Regions from separate parts of the Astyanax mexicanus genome. Here region 1 is linked to region 2. Evidence: chromatin contacts called from public Hi-C data. All regions are on one chromosome and are shown on one strand. Each heading gives the region's core, a stretch centred on a gene start, on an enhancer-like site or on the middle of the called end of the contact. The rest is flanking DNA. Distances are from core to core; before and after follow the strand shown. Region 1 overlaps rap1b (RAP1B, member of RAS oncogene family). Region 2 holds the start of rap1b (RAP1B, member of RAS oncogene family).

Region 1 (4,529 bases), core at 898-3,397, 76 kb after region 2:
TCTTTACCGTGATAGAGAGACACACACAGAAGGAATAACTGTGAAACAGAATAACTGCCCAGTTTTAAATGGTTGTGGATTATGCAGTAGTGTTTACAATATAGGAAAGAAATGTAAGAAATTTATATTTAAATGTTTTGTCAAAAGATTTGTCCACTTTAATTTCCATAGCGATACAGAATTCATCTGTTCCTTAATATATTACCAGTACAGGGAATGCTGTGGGGGCTTGTTCATACACGCATGAACCATATTTTTTTAAATGAATTTGTCCTCATCATCTTTCAAATGTGTAGATTTTGCCTCTGTAAGTGATTTTAGTTGATTTAAAATTGCTTCCAAAATGAAAGTGGTATACCATATTAATGATAAATGTGTGGAAATCATTTATGCTGGATTGAAAATGGTCAGGTACACAATCTGTACACAGTGTAAAGAACACCAGTGCTTCAGGCCACAAAACATGTCTCATCAAATATTGGATGAAATCTTGAAAAACAAATGTTAATCACTCAAGCATTTATAGCTGTCAGCAGTATTTATTTAAAGCTTTATTCATTTTCTCTTTTGTTTGTTTATTTAAACAAATTTATATACTTAATTCTAAAGAAAATGTACACATTAAATTTACAAATTACATATTGGTGTAAAATAACATTGCAGATGATTTGGCAATATTACATTTGCACTACAATAAATGTAAAACTGTGAAGGGGATGACAATAATTATCAGTAAAGGAAAAGGTGCAGATATATAGTACTGTCAATCCTGGTTGCCTATATGCTACAGATGTTTAAGACTAGATGTTTCTTCAAATTAAACAATACACTCAGAGGTCCAAGGGGTAAACCACCCTGTGTTCCTCACTGCTGTGCAGGTGCCAATGATCCTGGTGGGGAATAAGTGTGATCTGGAGGATGAAAGAGTGGTGGGAAAGGAGCAGGGACAGAACCTTGCCCGTCAGTGGAACAGCTGCGCCTTCCTGGAGTCCTCCGCAAAGTCCAAGATTAATGTAAATGAGGTGAGTCTTATGCGTTTTTTTGAAATCATTATATGTCTCTATGCATACTAATAAATACATACTACACCTCTGTACTCTGCTGCTGTGAAAAAGAAGAAGATTATAATTAAAATATGCTAAAATATCTAAATACCGTTGCCAGAAGTGTATAATATCCAGCACCTAGGCTTGTAGTCTAGTCAATTACCACATCTACTTGCCTGTGGAAAGTGACAGTGTGGATGGAGTCTTGAAATGCTGAGGGTCACTGTGCAGAAAAAGTTGTCAGTACTCTGACAAGAAGAACTGTAAAATTGACTTTTGGTGTGGTAAAACATGAAGGAGCACTTCTCCTGCAGCTTTCTGAGATCCAGTATTTTTTACAGTTTGTCCAAATATGCTTTAGAATGGATATATGGGGCATATTTAGCCCCTGCAGATAAATAGATTTTTACACCGTTATTCAGGCTCAAAGTAGCTTCAGTCTTCAATTGTAAAATCTGGAAAGCCCTGACGTTTAAAACGAGGCACAAAAACATTTTAAAATGCACAAGAAGCTTATTAAAAACACTGTTTACAACCCGTAGCCTTATCTAATTTTAACTTTTACCTTTACTTAAAGATGGCAACACCCGGAGACTAGGTTATGCTATGCCCCATATCATTCATTCTAAAGCATGTTTAAATAAAGTGTAAAACAATTACAGGATCTCGGAAAGCTGCGGGAGAACGGAGGCAGTTAGTACTCTTTATCATGTTTTACTACACCAAAAGTCAATTTTACACCAGAGTTCTCCTTTAATAACTGCAGAGTTGAAAAAAAAAACATGTGTTGTTGTTAGAGCAGCATAAGGGGATTAATTCCATATTAATGCCAGTGGATGCCTGTAGGTGTCCAAAATCTTTTGTCCATGATGCACCACATTCCACGTCGCTCATCCTAACTTTTACCAGACAGCATGTTTAACACTAGCATCTCTGCACAGCTCCAGTCTTCTGCTGAGGGTGCTGAGAGCAGAAAACGTGCTCATTGTCAGCCAGTGCCATCGCTCGATGTGGCCTTAGTCACACAGTCCCACGTCAGGCAGTCAGCTGCAGCACGGACACAGTGGAAGCTCTGTGTGTTGAGGGGGCCTTGGCTGGGCCGCTGCTGACTCTGAGGCACAGTGCTGTCTTGTGTTCAGTCAGCAAGAAGCCCTGCTTCAGTCTGAGCAGTCAGACTGCGTTGGCAGCCTTCATCTCTAATGCTAGATGCTATCACATTCCAGCGCTGGCCTGGAGTCAGCCACATACTTCATAGTGTCTTATTACAGAGCACGAGGAAATGATCTCAGGTCATCATCTTTTGAGTGAAGTCTTGCATCTCTGCGGTGGAGCTGATTTATTCCTGTCAAAGCAGGAGGAGCCCTGCATCATCATTAAATCCTGCCTCTCACTTTCTCTAATCGACATCTACACACACCCATTCAATACAGCTCTGTCAGTTCAGAGGGGATTTTAGCTTAGGATGAGATCTTCCCTGAGAGCCTCATTGTCTTAGGACAGCATCACTGTCAGTAAGACTCTTGACATGGTGCCAGGGCTGCCTTTAATTAAAATGAGGGAAAGGGATCATTCATTCTTACTGTTCTTATTGGCTCAAAATTAGCTCCTGAAAAATTGTGCCCAGTTCTGTTACTATAACTAACTGTGCAGTCGAATCAAAGACGTTTAAACAATTCTGATGATCAGAATTGGACACCACTACCTACAGTCAGTTAAAAACTGTTTTAAGTGCTGCCCCCTGGTGGTCTGTTCTTATTATTTGAAGTAATTTCATTTAACATCTAAATTAAAATAAAGCTCTGGAAGAAAAAAAAGAGACCACTTGAAAATGATGAGTTTCTTTGAGTTAACCAGATTTTTAAAAAATGGAATATAATAAAGAGAAATATAGATGATCACCAGCCATCAAACCATGCTGAACTGCTGGAATATGAACTTGTTTTCTTTGCATTTATTTTAGTTCTAAAAGCTCTGCATCTTTTTGTTATTGGAGCTATTTCTCATTTTCTGCAAATAAATGCTCTATATGACAGTATTTTTATTTGGAGTTTGGGAGAAATGTTGTCTGTAGTTTATACAATAAAACAATAATGTTACTCAAACATAAACATATAAATAGCAATATCAGAAAAACTGATTCAGAAACTGAAGTGGTCTCTTATATTTTTCAGAGCTGTGTGTGTCACTGCACTATATGGTAATGTTTTTGGGACACCTGCTCACTCAGTGATTCTAAGGGCATTAAAAACTAGTTTATTCTATTTTTCATGGTGTAGATGTCTGTACTGTCCAGGAAAATTAAATTATTGGAGCACCATCATTCCAGAGAACACAGTTCTCCTACTCCACAGATCAATGCTGGAGATCATACAAATAAGTATCTATAGTGAAGAAAAAAATGATGGAGGAAAAATTAATCCAGCCACAGATTCTGGTCCTAGTGATCAAACCAGTGACTTGCCCCCAAGGTAGCTACTCTAACACTTTAGGCCACTGTAGTCTTTTTTTTTTTATATTTGCTTCCTGCCTTGTTGGTTATACTAATACAGCTGATATTAAGCACCTAATCTCTGATCCAGGCCAAATCCTCTGGTCATAGAATCCTGCTAATTGCAGAGGCTCATCAGTAAAGTGTGCTAAAACCAAACAAATCTGATTATGTTAATTGTTTTACAGGGAATATGTAGCCTTCTAAATTTTTTAGCGAAGAGAACATGAGCAGCTTTTCCAAATGAATTCAGAGAAGTTGTCGTGTAGCCCAGTTAGCTCAACAGGGACTGGAACAAATGTGATTTGAAGCAGACACACCACTGGCTGCATGATTTGCCTCAAGGCTCATCTCGCTGTCATCTGCAGGAATGAGTCGTGCCACTCGCCCTGCTCAAGCACATTTTGTCTCACCACAATATTGAATGTATCTGATTGTGCGGGTTTCGAAGGTGCTGAGTGAGGAGACGTTGAGTTTGCTGGTGATCGGAAGCAGATTTTTCAGTTTAACTCGTCATTGTCAGAACAGGATTTGAGGACTGGAAAGAAGGGTTGTTGCAGAAGAAGTGTATAATTTAAACGTGAAGCTTTGAAAGGGTTATGAAAGTTTATTAAATTAAACATTAAAGTACTCCTTTTTAACGACTGGTGGTGTTTTCAGTCTGTCTAACATCATGTGTTCTGTCTTGCAGATCTTCTATGACCTGGTCCGGCAAATCAACAGGAAAACTCCAGTACCTGGGAAGACACGCAAAAAGTCCAACTGCCAGCTGCTCTAATACACAGCTGTTCTGTCGCTCTGAGCCAGGTGAGATCTACAGGAGAGAGACTAAATCCTTATAACCATCTTTGTGGTCATATCAAACCTTACATTCTGTAAAATACATGTGTTACAAAAGATTTTGTGAGTAAACAAAACAGAAGAGATATTTTTGGTTCCCTAAAAAAACATTTTAAAGAGAACATCCTGTAAATTGGTAAAGAACGTTAGGTCTG
Region 2 (4,910 bases), core at 1,245-3,744:
TCAAAACCAGCCCCATGGGACTTAGACCAGCACTAGTCATTTCCCTGTAGACTCACATTACATTTAAAAGCTCTCACTACCCTGCTGAAAAATACAGATTTTGACAGGAGCAGTTTCTGATTTCCTTTTCAAATGGTCTGCACAGGTCTTGGATGGTCAAAGTGGTTAAAAAATACTCATCCAGGTGAAATATATACCTTATATCCTCTTAAGGTGATAAACCAGCTAAGCTCTCAGATGAGCATAGCATATGTTCGGTCTATAAGCATAACAGACCTGACCTAGCTGATCGTCAAACTGGTTATACTGGTTGACTGATTTGGTGAAGCTGATCATACTGATGACCAATGTCTGGTCAACTAGCTTGGTTAATTTCAGACATCCATTGCTCCTCAGACCAACCACATATTGATAGTAACTCCCTGATACACTCATATCATCTGCTTTCCTGTAAATCAGGAAATAATATTAGTCCCACTTATGCACTTTGTGAGTCATAACTGCTTCGAAAGAGTAACACATAGAGCATCCTGATTGGTCTCTTTGACTTTACATCTCTTTGACTGATTAACTGACTGAATGACAAACTTTCTTCAAAGGCACAAGCTCAAAAACTGGTTCTTGCTACAAAGCTGCAGACACAAGAGATAAGCTTGTGTTGGCTGAAGTTATTTGGTTTATGTGGGTTTGTTTCATTTCTGGATATATTATTGTAAAGGGAAGTAGTGCATGTGTCACACTCAGGTTTCTTGGTTTCAAAAGCCTTGATTCACGATCACATTCAAGATCCACTTAAAGTAACCTACATTAGCTAAGTGTTCCTTAGGTACCAAGGGTTTGTGAATGTATTAAATTTTTATTTAGAATTTCTACATTCATTTATACAATTTCTTTATGTATTACATAATAAAATCAAATGCAGACATTGATATGAATCACCAAACCTCTTGAATTTTAATGAGTACATATTTTAGACCCTACCCTCCAATTGTTAAAATGATAGGCTGTGTGATCTGTATGACACATGCTATCCATCTAATGGCGGTCCACTGCAACTAGGGTTACAGCCTAATTGCATACTACACACTAATATTATAAGATATACACTAAACTTTAAAGTGTGCGGTTGCCAGGTTAGTACAAAATATATTTATTTACTAATTTGTTTAAAATAACAGAAAGTGATGAAGTGTTAATAACATGTCACTAAAGGTGCTCCAGCATTGGTCTAGCTGCACTAGCTTCTTTATCTACTATTTGTCTCATTTCTTGTTCCAGACATGAGCAACTCCTCCATATTCTATTTTACACTGCATTGTGGGATAACAGTGTCCATTGTAACCACAGTCAAAGGTGCAACTAGTTTTTGAGTATGTAGCACACTGAAATGTGTGAAAGTTGAGTATACTCAAATATCTACAATTCGATTAGGTTACGCTATACACTGTTATGCCAGAATGGTAGAGTATGGCCGCTGCACAAAAGCCTTTTCCAGAGCATCCCAAAGATTCTCAATGGGGTTAAGGTCTGGACTCTGTGGTAAACAATCCATGTGTGAAAATGATCTCATGCTCCCTGAACCACTCTTTCACAATTCCAGCTTGATATATTCTGGCATTGCCATCTTGGAATATGCTCGTGCCATCAGGGAAGAAAAAATCCATTGATGGAATAACCTGGTCTATATTCAATATATTCAGGTAGTCAGCTGACCTAATTCTTTCAGCACATACTGTTGCTGAATCTAGACCTGACCAACTGCAGCAACCCCAGATCATTTGCTTAGTTAAATTCAGGTGTTCACTTTTTTTTTTTTTTTGGCCAGGCAGTGTAAAACTAATGATTTATCTTAATTATGTATCTCTACTCTATATGTTCTATATATTTACTCAATATGTACAGAACCAATATGTACAGGGGCATTCCTGTTAAGAAAGTGTTAAAGGATGCAAAGTCTGGAACAAATAAGAACCAAATAAGTGAACATGAGAAACTAAAAAAAAGGTGTAATGAAAATATTTTTTTCACTATAAGATAAGGAATGTGCATATAAATTTTAAAAAAGTAAAATAAATAAATGGCCTTCAATTCCCTTTTGCGTTTTCATTTAGGCTGTATTATATGAATTACATATGTAGGACTGTCCACAGCATTTCAGTGTCAACAAAGGAAGGCTTATCAGATTCTGATAATTTAATGGTAGTTTGTACGTGGTTCACAGGTGGTTATTTTAGATTACTTGTAACCTGTCTTAAAATGTAAGTGATAGTGAACCTCGGTTGGGCTGGTGGGACGGCTCGAAGCGGGCGGCGGAACATTTCCCTTATTTTTAAAATCCAAACCTTGACAGGTATGGTTTACCAGAACAGCAGATGTCTAAATGCTGTATGAGCTGTGAGGATGTGGAGCACATTTCCCGCTTCGTGTTTGTTGAACGGTGGGCAGAGCTCGAGCCGTGATGCTGAAACCGAGGCTGCGACGTCACGCGACAACTCCAAACCTCACCCATACAGAGAGAGAGAGAGAGAGAGAGAGAGAGGGAGCTAGCAAGCTGTAGAGAGAGATAGAGCGATAGAGAGAGGGAGAAAGGGAGAGAAAGGGAAAGAGAGAGGCGTACATCGGGTTGGAGCTCCGGAGCGGATCTGTGAGTATATATTTATCTTCTCTTGCTAGATTTCGCTGTTGTTCCCCGGGTTTTGATGAACGATTTAACTAGTTAGCATAGCGTGGGTTAGCTAAGCTAGTTAACGGTGATTCGGTCAACTGAGAGCTGCTGGAACCAGTGTGGAGGCTTTTTAACGGCCGGTGTGTTTCCGCGGAGCCGTGCGAGAGAGCACCGAGACCGGGTAGATTATACACGGACGCACGGCATCACACACACGGCTTGCGGAAGAGAGAGAGGAAGAGAGGGAGCAGGTCAAACGGCTCGAATATGGCGGAGCCGGAGTAAAACAATTCAACTATCACCGATGATTGGGACGCCGTTTTCTTGTTAAAGCCCGAACCGCGGGCGGTTTAGTTTGTCAGTGAAGTTAGCTTAGGGTTTGTGTTGATGTGAAAACGTTAACCCAGGTTGGTTAGTTATCTATCTAACGCTGTCTAGCCTGCGCAGAAACACACAGCTGTGTGAGGAATGGCGTTTCTCTGCTGTCTGTATTCACCGCTCTGTCTGTGGAAGTTATAGCGGAAATGGAAAAGTTGCACGAATGAGTGATAGCTAGTTAGCTAACTGGCTATGTTAGCTTAGCTGTAGGGGAACTGGGCGTTTCGGCTCGCTAACACGACGAAATGTAGTTAGTTAACCTAAATGAAACGTCTTTTTGGATGCTGCTAACGTTTGAGTGTGTCTCTCTGTCTGGTGTTTTGTAGCGTTAGCCTGCACGCTAAACCGGTTTATTAAATGGCTCGAGTGCATTGAGTCTGCTGCTGCTGCTGCTGCTGGCTCTTCATATGTCTGAGCAGCGACCCCGCCTAGTTTAGAGCCGAGCTGAAGAATAAACTACCCTGATAGCAAAGAACGTTCATTAAACATTAGCTAGCTAGGTTATTACTTTTTGGTTGCATTTCTAGCTTGCGTATTTTAATATTAATGATGGAAAAAACCTTTATTTAACATTATCCCGTAAGTATAGGCGAGTGTCGAAATTCTGACGTTGAATCAACGTTAATTTAAAGCCTTTAAATGGCTGGGGCTCTGAATCTACACTCACAATGCTTTTAGGCAAAAGTATTAAACTATTAAAACTATTATTACTATTATCATGTCAATGTCCCTTTCTCCCCCCCCCCCATTTTCTCCCCAATTTACACGGCCAATTACTCAACCCACTCATTATTAAAACTCCCCCGTCACTAGTGAGACCCCAACACCAGGAGGGTAAAGACAAGCACATGCCTCCTCCGACACGTGTAAAGTCAGCCCCCGCCTCTTTTTAAAATGCTTCTAATGTAGCATTGCCGAGTAGCCAGCGCATTCGGAGGAAAATGCAGCGACTATAAGAACACAGTACAAGCTACAGAAGTAGAATACAAGCTAGATTTACATATGCAGTGTAAGTAAAGTGTAATACAACCAGCAAATATGTAAAAAAAACGCATAACGTTGAATTAATGTAATGTAAAATCATTGTGTACCAATCAGTGTATCAATTCTGACGTAGATCATCATTGTTTCAGTGCATTCGAGATGTAAAAATGAACCATGATTCAACATACTTTTGCTATCTGGCTATAGAGATGAAATGAATGACCCAGGAACAGCAGCAGCACAGTTATCAGTAATTGGACACTGGAAGTGGCCTACTGGTACACAGTATACACCATTACTAGCTAAATTATATGAGAAACATTATGTGTGTTTTGATGCATAGGTATAGTTAGCTAGCTTACTTTAGTAGTGGAGGACCACATGAGTAGGTCTGACCATCATGTTGCAGAGCCATTCTGAAGTATCTTTATCCATAATGTAACCTACCTTGCCGTGAGACAACTTTTGTGTTCTAGCTAACTATGCCTAATATTAGTAATAAGAAGAACATGTATCTAGAGGGCACTTTTTCCACTCTAGCTAGCTACACCCTCTTTCTCCTCTCCTCAGCAGTCTTTTGGTGGTTATTGCAAGTTCTAGATGGCTTCTCTCCCCTCAGCAGTGTGACAGGAGCATATTGAACTGTTTCTGAGGTAGTGCAGTCGTTGTAGGTGGTAAGGAGGATCCTGTTGCCTCTTCATTTATTTTTAATAGCATAATCTTTTATCACTGCACTGCTGCTTTCTGGTCCCTGTCATATGGCAAGTGCTTCAGTTGTAAACATTTTACAAGGGAGATGTTTTTATGAAATGTTGGTGTTTACTGTGTTTGGACAGAACCATTGCTTTTTTTCGGTATCTCATCTTTAAATTGTGGTTAGACC

The links. A called contact is a pair of places that touch in the nucleus more often than the background predicts.
Region 1: a contact with region 2 is called in a Hi-C map of muscle, with 9 times the contacts expected there. The contact joins the enhancer-like site here to the promoter of rap1b in region 2. A contact is called at or near these places in 3 of 3 Hi-C or Micro-C datasets (blood and muscle).

Annotation. Positions count from the first base shown.
Region 1 is chr2:11,902,969-11,907,497 of AstMex3_surface, forward strand. It overlaps rap1b (RAP1B, member of RAS oncogene family), which reads left to right. Exons shown (of 8, transcript XM_007232291.4): 6 at 879-1,022; 7 at 4,226-4,341. The coding sequence ends at 4,312. Among protein-coding and RNA genes, the nearest start is that of mcat, 7.6 kb to the right of the region's middle. Within about 2 kb of position 2,148, the one cell type or tissue checked has an H3K27ac peak away from gene starts, as active enhancers do.
Region 2 is chr2:11,826,879-11,831,788 of AstMex3_surface, forward strand. It overlaps rap1b (RAP1B, member of RAS oncogene family), which reads left to right and starts at 2,495. Exons shown (of 8, transcript XM_007232291.4): 1 at 2,495-2,644.